2 separate regions of the Mus musculus genome follow, and region 1 is linked to region 2. The links are chromatin contacts, called in public promoter capture Hi-C maps. All regions are on one chromosome and are shown on one strand. Each heading gives the region's core, a stretch centred on a gene start, on an enhancer-like site or on the middle of the called end of the contact. The rest is flanking DNA. Distances are from core to core; before and after follow the strand shown. Region 1 holds the start of Tmem123 (transmembrane protein 123). Region 2 holds the start of Mmp27 (matrix metallopeptidase 27).

Region 1 (6,752 bases), core at 2,170-4,669, 190 kb before region 2:
TAAAGAGATTTGTAGGCTTCTCACTTTTCAGTGACAATCTCAGTATGACTTGTAATTTTAAGCTAGTGCCTTAAGACTTCAGTAGGTCAAGCGGATTCACTTTTCAGGTAAGCAACTTTTCAGTGGTTTATTTTGGAATCTGAATAAAGACTACAACCCACACAGGAAGGGAGCTCAAATAATACTATTATTGTTCCTTGTCATAGAGACCAACCCTGTTGATATCAGGCTGAGTCCTACTCTGAGATACTCCTTGTGTAAAGAGGCACAAAGGTGTTGTTTCTAACGTAACTCACTCCCAACAATCCCCTTCACTCAAAACAAACCGAAGAAACCTTTAAAATGCAAAGAAAAGCCAGCAATAATAACTGAAATCTTTAGCAACTGTTCAATCTATTTCTCATGTATCTTCCTCCGGATGGGATAATCATTCAGTGTGAGACAGAACTCAGAAAGGTCGGATCAATGCAGATGTATTTGGCAGGTATCAAGTTGGGGCCAACAATATAAAGTGCTTATAGACAGAAGTTTCCTTCATCTTAGCCTCCTGGTAATTTTATGACAGGAGCATCGTTTTGCAGTGACAGGAACTGAGGCCCAGAAAAAAACTATTCAACTCTTTAGTGAGTCTGGATGTGGATCAGGTGGATTATCTGCAAAGCCAGCATAGATCTATGTTCTTCCTCCCATATCGTCCTGCTGTTGCATCATCAGCTGCTCCTTCCTCAACCAAGTCATCGTGAGTCCTCCCTCTTCTGGCATCAAGGTGAACAAGCTATTAACAAGCAATGTGTCCCACTGCTACAATACTCAGCACATCTCTATAGCATGGTCAACCTGTGTCTGGACTCAGTTACTGTCACTCCCAAGACAGCATTTCTGGGCAAAATATTTGAATGTTTGAACAGACATTGCCACACTTTCAGTTACAAGTTAAAGTTTTGTAACTTTAGTTACAAGTTAATGAAAAATTATTTCATTCTCCTAAGGTTGTTGAAAATGAATTTGTTATTTGCCATCAAAAAATACTAACAGCCTCCCAAATGCTAGGACTAATGGTATGTGCCGCCACACCTGGAATCATTATTATTAATAATATATTTATTTTATTATCTTGGTGTTTTGAGACAGAGGTTTTTTTATACAGCCCCAGCTATTCTGGTACTATGTAGACCAAGCTGGCCTGAAACTCATAGAGATCAACATGCATTGTCTCTGGAATGCTGGGATTAATGTATGCCACCATGTCAAGCAGAATAGTATTTTAAAAAGCCAAAAGTTCAATGGCATTATTTCCTCTTTTCTACAATACCCTGGACAGCAGGTGTGGCATGATGATGAAATGGTTGAGATTGGATTCTGCTCTGAAGTCAAAGGTGTAATACTTGTTTTACTTTAAATAAGTTAGCTTACTGCATGAAGTCTAGGATTTCTCAGCTATGAAAAGGAGATGGCTGGTAAGGTTTCTAAGGGTGATTTACAAACCTCAATTTAGCATAGTGGTGGTGGTGCGGAACAATGGCAGAAAATGAACCTGGAATATTAGCTATGTTTCAGAACACTGTTAAAAATCACCATGTATTGTAATGCCAATTGGACTAATTACATGCTGTACATAAAGACTACAAATATTAGTTATTTGGTTTTTTTGGCTTGCTGTTAAAATCTTTAGATATTGTCTCCTTTAAGTAGCCCTGGCTGGCCTTAAAAAGTGCCTCAGATTAGCCAGAGGCCTGGTCCTGACACTCCCTTAACAACACCTTCTTTTAGCACAGTTTGAAGGTATCTCTATAGAACTGAATTGGTTCTATTAGTTCATGAAATCATGGCATCAGAGCATTTCAGGTTTTCCAAATAGCACTAACCTCTCTAGTGAGACACTCACAATCAGAGCATAGTGAGAAAGTCCAACAGCAACAACAACAAAAATGTTTTGAGGGCAAAAGATAGAAAAGGGCACTCCACTTCAATCAGTAATTCGTGAGAGGAAAAAAATCTGTACACACAAGGCAAGCAGCTGGGTAGGATAAAGGCCTCCTCCCATAAGCAGTCTAATATTTGCTCTAAGACAGAGTCTCAACATTCTTTCCTTAACTGATCTCAGAAGTAGTCCTGCAATTCCAGTTTGTCACTGGTACAAGTCAAAAGAGCAAACATAAAACATAACCAATCGAAGTGAAGAAGCCCTGTAATCCCCGAAGTAGAGTTAGGCATATCAGAAGTTCAAGGTTATCTTCAGCCACATAGGGAGTTCAAAGCCAGTTAGGGCTTCATGGATACAAGAGATCCTGACTCTACAAAACACAGTGAAATTCAGCACAACAGAAATAGGGTTGTTTAATTCACCCAGATTATTCCAGCCAAAGCAGGTGTTGGGCCTAAATCATCTGCTTAAGTAAACTCACTGGTTATCCCTTCATAGATGAGACTGAAAAACACAACAGATGACTGAGCTGAAAATCACAAAGACTTTGGTCATTTAAAGTTTCTTATCCTAGTTTACTATTTCCCTAGCGACTGGACTCTAGTAGATGACAAGGGACAATAGAATTTTCACAAACTCAGAGTTCTTCTCAAAGTGTTCAAAACGTCAAGGTTTCGAAGAGAAACAAAATCCCCAACACAGAAGGCTGTCAACATCATCTTGTTATGACCTTAATGATGACGTCGTAGGCTCTGGACCACAGGGACCTCAAGGCTGCTGCGTATGCAGCAGTAGTGACTACAGTCCGAGCACAAGCCTCATCTGCGCAGGGGAACAAGGCGCGTACACCCAAGGTTCCCACTCAGCCGAACTGGCCCTGGAATCCAACTTGAATTCTGGGAGTACCTTCAGCAGGAAGCTGTGTGGGTAGACAATCAGACCTGTTTTTGCGGCAGTTAGCGAACAAATTTCAATCTACAGGTCTTGCTACCAGCCACAGAACTACAGTGAAGAGGACCAACTTGAGTCTTCGGCTGAAGGGCCATCCCAGGGAAACTCAGCAAGTTCTGCACACCACGCCGGCTTGCCGTCCCCAAGCAGGGGAGAGACGGAGTCTCGCTCCGCAGGTGGCCCGCGGGCGAAGAGGGAAATGAGGTTGGGGTGGGAGTCTACCGTGGACGCGTGGAACTTTCCACGCGGACGCCGAACATGGAGAGGCAGGCCGCCGCAGTGCGCTTCCTCTGCGCCTGCCAACTTACCCTGAGCGTCGGTCGGGTCCTGCGCCGCCCCTAGCAGCGCCAGCACCTGCAGCACGCCCAGCAGCAGCGCGGCCCGCGCGCACAGCGCCATTGTTCCCAGGGCCCCTGAGCGCCCGCAGCAACCGCCCGGCGCCCAGAGCTGCTCTCCGCGCACGCGACCGCTCCGCGTCCCCTTCCGCCCTTACCGCTCCCCTGCAGACGCCGCCGCCAGTCCCCCCAGTGACCAAATAGGGATAGGCCAGGCGGCCTGGGGCGGGGCCAGGGCGTGGTCGGCAAAGTCAGGAGGGGCGTGGCCCACAGGAGGCAGGGCGGGGAAGAGCTGCAGGGCCAAGAGAGGGAGTGGCTCTGAGAAAAGAGGAGAGCCGGGAGAGGGCGTGGCTTACAGAGGCGGGGCAAGGGGGACAGGCCTCAGACGGGAGGGGCGTGGCTCTCTGAACAGTACTGAGGAGCGGATAAGAGGCGGGGCTCTCGGAGGCGGATGAGGTCGTGGTTTTGGGAGTGGCGTGGTCCGGACTAAGTGCTACGACAGCTGTGGCTCTATCTCTGACTTTCAAGGGGTAGTCGTCTACCAGGACTTCCTGAAGACAGGCTTTATTTAGAAGTTTTCGGGTGGGATTGGCATGGTTGCGGCGCGGAGTAAGAGAGGGAGTCACAGACTGGATGATTGCAGCCTCTCAGAGGAGTGAAGGAAAGTCAGACTCAAAAAAGTTTCAAAGTAACCGTCATGATCTTGGTACTCCACTTGTGCCTCCTTTTTTCTACAACTGGAAAAACATGTAGAGTGGGCGGTGCAGTTTGCAGACCAGTTGGAAACTTAGCACCTATAACCTAGATCCCTGTCTTCTAGAGTTCGCTGTCCCGACTCAAAAACAGCCTGTTGTAGTCTAGTTTTTTGGCAAAATCCCTCGTAAGCCCTAGGGCCAATGCTGCATTTTGATTCCACTCAGAATTCTAAAATTATGTGTCTAGTACACATCACTCAACTAACGTGGAAGATGGACACAGCTTCCACAGGGTATTGCAGCTCTCTAACACCTGATCCAGGGCATTTCAAAGATAAGCCTAAAACTTTGTTATGAAAAATACTTTTCGACTTCCACAAAGCTTCTTTGTTATAGATGTGTGATGATCATGGATTAATTAGGCCCGTTTTCTCTACATTTACAAGACATATGAAACTGCAACCAGCCAACCTGAAAATACCAGCATCTACCACGGGCTTTAAAAAACAGCTGTGTGTTTAGGATTTGATGGTTCTATTTCTGAAGAATCTAGCCAAGTGCTTCCAGGCATGGACTAGGAAGGATCATTCTGTATTCAGAATGAATGCTTGCCCTGACTCCAGTTTTTGGAACCCAGTGCTCAGTGTGGTGATTTAAAGAGGCGGGGTATTGGAGAAGCGACTGAGCTAGAAGAACAGGGATCTCAACAGTGAAATAAGTGCCTCATGAAAGTGGCCTGAGACCAGGGGCCTTCAACAGACACCAGGTCAGTTGCTGGCATTACCTTTGACTTCCCAAGAAGAAATGTTTCAAGAATACTGATGTAATCTAACCTTACATGTTTACACAGTTCCCTAGCTGGTGTAGTAGCGAAAAACTGTAATTCCAGTACTTAGGAGACAGAGGCAGGAGGATTGCTGAAAATTCAAGGCTAATCTGAGCTATATAGCGAGTTCCAAGATGAGCTCATCCATAGTAAGACCCTGTCTCAACCAAACCGGTCAGGAATGGAGGCACAGTCCCTTAACTCTATCACTTGGGCGGCTGAAGGAGGATTGGAATTCGTGGTCATCTTTAGCTTTATAGCAAGTTTGAGGACAGCCTGAACTATATCAGACCCTAACTCAATAAACCAACCAGTCGATAAAACAAGCAAACATGTCCAAAATGAACAAAATAAAGCATGAAACTTCTCCTTGCTGGAATTTCTATGACTATTCGCAGTGTACAATTGTAGCCTCCCCCAGCCTGAAGCTGGCTGGTACAAACCTTGTCGCCACTGAGGTGGGGCCACCTGCGGTGCATCTTTCCGACTTGGCTTCTTTTGAAGTGACAACTGCCCTGCTCTTCTGCTACCTGCTGAGAGGCTGAACCTGTCTTCCTGAGAGATTCCTGAATAAGCAACAGCCTGGCGACAAAGTGCTGACTGAACGGCTCCAGGCACCAAGAGTGAACTGGCAGGGCCTTCCCCCTTATATGCACAGTCTCTTAGTAAACTCGCGGGCCTTGAACAGAAACGTGTCTTGGTCTCCATTAATTTCTCTCACAGTATAAGTCTCTTTCAGCCCCAGCCTGCCTCCCAGGTGTGCCCGGTTCATGTAGGCCCCGGGCCGGCTTACAACAGATTGGCGTCCGAACCAGGGACATGGGAGTGGCGGGGAAACACTGAGGGAATCGCTGTCTTGTGTGGAGCTCCACGAGAAGGAAAGAATCAGAAGATCATATCAGGCACGGTGAGCAACAGGTATTTATGCTAGCGCTGGTTTTAAACTTCATTTTTTAAAGTGTTGCTGGAGGTGCGACAGGTTACGGGCTAAGTTTGGAACAGTGCTGACCTGGTGCTGGGTCCACTTATGGTTCGGCAGCGAAGGACTAGAAACTACAAAACAGGCGGTTGTCCACAGCTTTCAAAAGCTGCTTCAGGCGAGAGGAATAGGGTTTAAAATAATAAAACAGGCGGTTGTCTGCAGTCGAGAACTGCATCAAGCTAGAGGAATAGGGTTTAAGATAATAAAATAAAATAAAGGAAAATTAATTTTGAAATTCTTCCAGAGACAGAGAGAAAATCGGGGGACGCCCTGCTTTTTTCTCTCCGGCCCCTGCGGCAGAAGTTCTCTGCCCTCTTTGTGTTATCTAATGTCTGGTGCACCAAATCTGTTTACGTGTCAATTCATGTGTGTTTTGTTTCGTTGTCTGAATGACAATGTTCTGTGTTTCATGTTGGAAAATAAAAATGATTAAGACTTTATCTGCTCGTTCAGCAAAGCCCAAGAGTGGCTCACACTTTAGCCAAGAATCAAGCAGAGCAGGGGAGCCACTGCTGGAAAAACTGCTTTTAAAGAAAGGGAGTCTGCAGCTTCTTAGTTTTAAGGCAAAAAAGCTGATAGTTGGTTTTTTCCTAGAAAATTCTCTGCAATCGTGATTATTGTGTTTAGCAAATGACAAATGCTTTTTTATAACTATAGCTATAAACAATAAAATTCTTTGATTGGTCTAAATTTATAAGACTCGTGTAGCCGCTGCATTTGGTTTTTTACTGTTCTTAAAGTTGTAACATTGGTAGCAAGACAGCTTTAAATTGGTAACTCAGGTTTGGAGTCTTTCAAACCCGTGGCATAAAGCAGGCCAAAAAACTAGGCCTCTAAGGGATACTTCTAGTTGAGATAATATTTAGTGTGATTCTTATCCTAAAAGGTAGACTTAAAGATAAGATTTAAAACCAAGTCTCTTTAATGAAGCATTAAAATTTGCACTGTCATGCACTCATAGGTATAAATTGGCAGCCAAACTTTGTAACATGATAGTAATGCTTCTAATATTGATTTTAAAGATGATAAATTGTTTTAA
Region 2 (6,699 bases), core at 2,291-4,790:
TACCCCCCCCCCACTCCCCTACCCACCCATTCCCACTTTTTGGCCCTGGCATTCCCCTGTACTGGGGCATATAAAGTTTGCAAGTCCAATGGGCCTCTCTTTCCAGTGATGGCCAACTAGGTCATCTTTTGATACATATGCAGCTAGAGTCAAGAGCTTCGGGGTACTGGTTAGTTCATAATGTTGTTGCACCTACAGGGTTGTAGATCTCTTTAGATCCTTGGATACTTTCTCTAGCTTCTCCTTTGGGGGCCCTGTGATCCATCCAATAGCTGACTGTGAGGATCCACTTCTGTGTTTGCTAGGCCCTGGCCTAGGCTCACAAGAGACCGCTATATCAGGGTCCTTTCAGCAAACTCTTGCTAGTGTATGCAATGATGTCATCGTTTAAAGGCTGATTATGGGATGGATCCCTGGATATGGCAGTCTCTAGATGGTCCATCCTTTCATCTCAGCTCCAAACTTTGTCTCTGTAACTCCCAATTAGAATTTTGTCTCTGTAACTCCCAATTAGAATTTGTTCCCAATTCTAAGAAGGGGCAAAGTGACCACACTTTGGTCTTCATTCTTCTTCAGTTTCATGTATTTTGCAAATTGTATCTTATATCTCGGGTATAAATACCTTTTCTGGGCATATATCCAGAAGATGTTCCAACTGGTAAGAAGGACACATGCTCCACTATGTTCATAGTAGCCTTATTTATAATAGCCAGAAGCTGGAAAGAACCCAGATGCCCCTCAACAGAGGAATGGATACAAAAAATGTGGTACATTTACACAAAGTGTTTCTTAATCCCAGGCTTAAAACCACCAGCCCTCTTAAGTTTTCTTTTAGTCTTTAAACTACAGACAACTATAGCCATTGATTGAGTGTGCAGCCTTGTGCTGAGTGTGGAGGTAAAAGCATCACACAGGATTGCAGAGGCTGTAAGGCTGGAACTTTTGAGAACACCTCTGGGGTTCACATAACACACCTTGCACAGTTTTGTGTACACAGTAGACCAGCAGGCACTGTGAAAATTCCCAGCGCTATGTTAATGAGTGCATGGGCAAATGGCAAACAGTGTTCTCAGACCAGGATGTGAGAGCTCTGTAAAAAGACTACCAGAGGATAGCCATTGCTAATGATTGTTAGTCATCCTACTAGTGTGATCTGAGAATACAGAACATTATGTAAGAAACTAGGGAATTTGGATGTGAAAGGCAGATAACTGTACAGTGCTTCTTTCTAGATGATTTTTTTTTTAGATTAATGCAATTTTCTCACAGTGAAAATTAGTCTCACCTTCCCCATCCTTGGCTATCCATGTTTCATCTTCGTCAAAGTGAGTGTCACCACCTAGACCCAGACCAGGAGGAAAGGCATGGCCAAGGACTCCCAGAGGACCATCAAAGTGACGAGGACACCAGCCATGGACTGAAAGACAGTTGATGGGGAGATAGGTCAGCTCCCTGTGATCCTCGAAGAAGTCACTCCCCTCACTGCAAGCCTTACCTCCTGTCCTGAATGCTATCATTATATCTGCAACCCCCTTGGATATCCTGGTAAACGTCAGTGGAGTGACCTTGCTCCAAACTTGTAGAGCTTTCTGAATAGCCTCATCCACATCAGCTGGTGTCATATCAGGAGTATAGTTCATTATTCTGAAAAATAGGCAACATTATAGGAGCTGTGGATATGGTAGTTTACCAGTCCTGGCTGTAGTGACTTGTAACATTGTGCTGTGCTCCAGCTTTATTTAAATGAGACAGCTTTATATAACCTAACTTGGAGTTTCCTTTCTCATGCTGCCATAACACACTTTGGCCAAATGCAACTTAGAGGAGGAAAGCGTTTGTTTGATTTACAGTTCCTGGCCACAGTTCATTACTGAGGGGTTTGGGCAGGAATCCAAAGCATGATGGAAGAACACAGCTTGTTGGTTCACTCTCAGGTTTATGCCTAGCTAGTTTTCACCTATGTGTGCACCCTTGAATGTTTGTATGTGTGCTACATGTACGTAGGGACCTGCAGAAGTCAAAAGAGGGCATGCAATCCCTTTGAACTGGAGTGCCACATGATTGTGAGCTGTCATGTGAGTACTGGGAATCAAACTTGATTTGCAAGAGTCTACAAGCTCTTTACTGATGAGTCATTTCCTTAACCTCTTAGCTAACTTTTTTTTTTTTTTTTTTTTTTTTTTTACTTTTTTCATTAAATCTCTTGTAGTTCCTTATCCTTAAATAGCCAAGTACACAGGGTATACATTGTTATACTGGGACCCATCTAAGATTTGAGATTTGATAGCTCTAAAACACACACACACACACACACACACACACACACACACACACACACACCCTCAACCACCCCTCTACATGAGCACATGCGTGGATGCACGAATGAACGTGTTCCTCCTCCCCCACACTCACACCCTTCCCTTCTTTCTGCACACCTCACCATGCCTCCAGGGCATTGTAGCAGATGGTGGTGCTGCCTATTCTGAGCTCACAGGGGAGAAGGGAGCCTAGAGATTGGAACCTATCTGCCTGAGCCAACTCTGTAGCACTAGCTACAGGCGATAGCCTTTCGATTTAGTTTCCGTGTGGTTGTCATACTGCCCACAGCATAGGTCTAATGAGGGGATGAGATACATAGAACCCACAAAGTGGCATGCACTTTCGAAAGTGTCAGTTAGATAAGCCATCACTGTGGTTGCTTCTTGGAGATTACTTATTTGGGTTAGTTAACCAAAGTTGGTAGAAACATTACCTGTATGTAAGGCTGTATTTTCTCCACCCAGGGAGTGTGTAGCCATATTGCCCCACATCTGGTACCCCACACCTGGGCACTTTCATGATCGCAAGTGTGTCTGAATCCAGTTTTCCAGTCACTGTCAATCCGAAAAATGCCTGCATTTCCCGAAGTTTTCCATCAAAGAGACTCCTGTTCTTGCTTTGGACAAAATGACTCCCTTCTATTTCAAGAGAGTAGAACTGGTTGAGATATGCCTGTCAGGAAAGATGTAAAGGACACAGACTACAGGAGAGCAAAGGTTTATGAGTGACTAGAATTAGCCAAATCACACACCCATACAACTAAGGGCAGCCACTTGGCTTATATTCTTACTGTTCCTTTCATCTTATGCTCTTGAAATTCTAGGAGACATCAGAGATGATGCTCTATTTTGCAAACTTATGCAATTTAACCTTAGAGTTAGACACATGGAAAGGACCTCATTCTTCTGAGATACTCTGAGACTCTGCAGGAATGTGCTGTCTTGGAAAGTCCCGAGAGAAGCTATAAAAGGCACATTTTATTGCTTGTTGCTTTTAGCATTCATTGAAATCCTACCTGGGCCAGTTGGTTGTTCTCCTCATTTTTGTCCTTCCTGTCTGGAGGAAATGCAGCGGAAAGTGTTATAAAATTAACCATCAGAGACAGAAGGCACTTCATTCCTGTCTCTTCAGTTAAAGCTTGTTTCTGTTTGTATGGCATTTAGAAAGTTGACAGTGAGACGTGGCATGAAGTAATCACTTAATTAATAACAGCAAAGCACATTGCCATGAAGTGTCTCATGACTTCGTTTTCCCCTTAGATAAACTTGAATTTTGCAACCACAGTTGGTGATTGCTTATCTAGCACATTGCTCACTTTTGAGCGCTGACAATAGCAAGGCCCCCAAGTTAGTCTTCTGGTCTCAAAACTGGTAGTTTTACTGGTAGTTTTGGTAGGTTGTTATGAATTTTGAAATAATTTACTTTGGCAGAAAACACTAGCATATCTTGGTAGTGTGATTGGAAGAGACAATGGAGTCGGATATTAGTTTAAGTACTGTGCTATGGTGCCTGGCTTCTATATGAGTTCTGCCTACTGAGCCACTTCCCAGCCTCTGTGTCTTTAATTGTTAGGAGTACTGGCTAGTTAAATATGAGTAATTGTTTGTTATTATTATTTATTTTAGTATTATATTTGAATGTTTTTTGTAATGTCTTTTTTATGGTAATGGTGTTAAACATTCTTTTTAAAAATTTATTTGTTTTTTATATCCTAACCAGTTTCTCATCCCTCCACTCCTCCAGTCCTCCCCCAACTTCTTTTTTCTCCTCCACATGTTAAACATTCTTATAGCAACTGTTTGCTTTTTTCTACCAGAATTGTCTCTGGTTTCTCAGAGTTTCTTGTTGGATGTCTGTTTATCACATTGCCAACTTTCAAATGTTTGTTAACTATGTTGTGCAATCTGCTTGGAACTTCTGGGACAGAAAGTTATCTGAGAAGCTGTTAGTACCCAAGGATGGGTGTGGGGAGTTGGAGACCTTTCTTACAGGAGGCAGGGTGTATTCCAGGCTTCTATGGTATGTGATGAGATTTAATTGAACACAATAGGAAAATGCACAATAGCAGATAGTTAATAAAACTCAAAGTGATATTTTGTTTGTGTAAGAGCAGCCGAGGTTTGGTCTGTGGCGTCTAGAGTGAATCACCTCTCTACATCAGGGGCTGTGTGGTTTCTCAAAAGATGGCTATTGAACCTACATTGCAGGTAGCATAAAACAAGGAAGGAAGAGAAATAAAGTTCTTAATATTCTTTGAGGAACCCCACCTGTCTTAGTCAGGGTTTCTATTCCTGCACAAACATCATGACCAAGAAGCAAGTTGGGGAGGAAAGGATTTATTCAGCTTACTCTTCCACATTGCTGTTCATCACTGAAGGAAGTTAGGACTGGAACTCAAGCAGGTCAGAAAGCAGGAGCTGATGCAGAGGCCATGGAGGGATGTTCTTTACTGGCTTGCTTCCCCTGGCTTGCTCAGCCTCCTCTCTTATAGAACCAAGACTACCAGCCCAGAGATGGTCCCACCCACAAGGGGGACCTTTCCCCTTGATCACTAATTGAGAAAATGCCTTACAGTTGGATCTCATGGAGGCATTTCCCCAACTGAAGCTCCTTTCTCTGTTATAACTCCAGCTGTGTCAAGTTGACACAAAACTAGCCAGTACACCACTCAATAGTTAGCTACAAATTTTGGGTGAGAATTAGGTACATGCCGTACCTGTCTGTACGTAAAACTGTAAAGTCTTGGTTGTGCAATAACACTGAAACTGGATTGCAAAAGCAGTAGAGAATGTTGGGGCAGCCACACTGAAGCTCCTGCAGGGTCAGCATCTGTATACCTGCTTTTCCCAGATGGCTAAGTTTCTCCAGAGCAGACCCCCCCCCCCCCCCCCGAGGTTCTTACATACCACCTTCTAGATACAAATCTGGTAGAAGATATCGCTGACAGCACATCTCTGATTTATGCAACTTGCCTTCTTGTGAGAAACTATGAATGTTTCTGTGTTTGGCATGGCACAGAGTTATAGTTTAGAAGTTTAGTAATTAAACACCCCAGAATAATTCTCTCCCATTAGGGCCTGAGAAATGGCAAAGAATTTTCCCAACTCCAGTATAAAGTGTCCTGTGGGATTCTTAGTAGGTGGATGCACAGCCAGATCCCCATAGCAAAAACCTTGGTGACACTCGCTGAGCTCCCCCCCCCCCTCTTTTCCTTCTCCCTGCAAAGAGTGGACCTGGAATCATGCTGCCCTTTCAAAATAATTGCATCAGGGTCTTTGCACAGGGTTTACTTTTGAATAAGCTAAAAACAAGTGCAGAGAAACCTTGTCCTTTGAAATCTAAGTTTAGCTTTTTGTATCTCTGTGCTCACATAAATACGATGCCTAAAAAAATGCCCGTGACTCCGAAGTATGGCCAACAAAATAGCAGGAACTAAACTCTCATCTCAAACATTTGGGTCAGCAAACTCACATGAGCAGCTCACAGAAGTATCTTGCATTTATATCTGTAAAAACTGTCCTATCAGGAAGTTCCAGGAATATGGCATTTGAAGTTGATTGGCTGTGCCTACTGGTTTGACATTGAAGGAGAGATCAGGGAGGGCAGCTAGGAGGTGGCCTCTCCTGTTGCTGTTCTGGGAAGTGCCTCATGGTCACCAAGCAGGCCTTTGATTTGACTTTGTGTTGATTTATTTTCTTTTTTTTAAAGATTATTAATTATTTTATTTATTTACGTCTCAAATGTCGCCCCCTCCCTGTCTCCCTTCCCTTGCCTCTGAGAGGGTGTCCCCCACCCAGGTATCTCCCTGCTACCCTGAGGCATCAAGTCTCTACAGGATTAGGCTCCTTCTCTTCCACTGAGGCCAGACAAGGCAGCCCTTTGCTACATAAGTACCTGGGGAGAGGTATCAATCCATTCTAAATGAACTTGATGGTGGTATTTTTGTTTTTGTTTTGTTACTATTATGTTTTGTTTTTGTTTTTTAAAATCCCTCTCCCAGGAATTGAATCCAGGACCTCACACATGCTAGTTAGGCACTCCTCTTCGCAGCAACACCACATAGTGGTCTTAAGGGTTGATGTACTATGTCAGCTTCCTATTGCTTCTTTAACAAACAATACACATTCAATAGAGCAGAATAACAACTTTATTTTTTCACAAAAGCCAGAAAACCCATATCAACAAGTGCCTCAATTCTGGAATGTGCTTGAGAAAGGAATGGTCCTTTTTTTTAAACCCCTCCTACCTGCCTCTGCCTGGGAACTTATTGGCAAATAGATTTATAGATACAGCCCTCCAGTGTCTGGTTCTCTTTGCTTGGTCTCTTCTATCATGTGCCCATACCTCTGCTGATTCTTCCCAAATCTCCTCAGAATAAAA

The links. Promoter capture Hi-C pulls out the DNA fragments that hold promoters and counts their contacts.
Region 1: a promoter capture Hi-C map of neutrophils shows a contact between it and region 2. The contact joins the promoter of Tmem123 here to the promoter of Mmp27 in region 2. A contact is called at or near these places in 2 of 39 promoter capture datasets (the C10 cell line and neutrophils), 2 of 484 Hi-C or Micro-C datasets (nephron progenitors and neutrophils), 2 of 115 datasets of contacts at active chromatin or transcription factors (bone marrow-derived macrophages and memory CD8 T cells) and 2 of 9 other capture datasets (liver and macrophages).

Annotation. Positions count from the first base shown.
Region 1 is chr9:7,760,744-7,767,495 of GRCm38.p6, reverse strand. Tmem123 (transmembrane protein 123) reads right to left here and starts at 3,419. Exons shown (of 5, transcript NM_133739.2): 1 at 3,184-3,419. The coding sequence starts at 3,274.
Region 2 is chr9:7,568,237-7,574,935 of GRCm38.p6, reverse strand. Mmp27 (matrix metallopeptidase 27) reads right to left here and starts at 3,540. Exons shown (of 10, transcript NM_001310717.1): 1 at 3,335-3,540; 2 at 2,753-2,991; 3 at 1,496-1,644; 4 at 1,286-1,417. The coding sequence starts at 3,478. All of the region lies in intron 2 of Gm31751 (a long non-coding RNA gene), which reads left to right. It overlaps Mmp8 (matrix metallopeptidase 8), which reads right to left. Exons shown (of 10, transcript NM_008611.4): 10 at 6,450-6,699.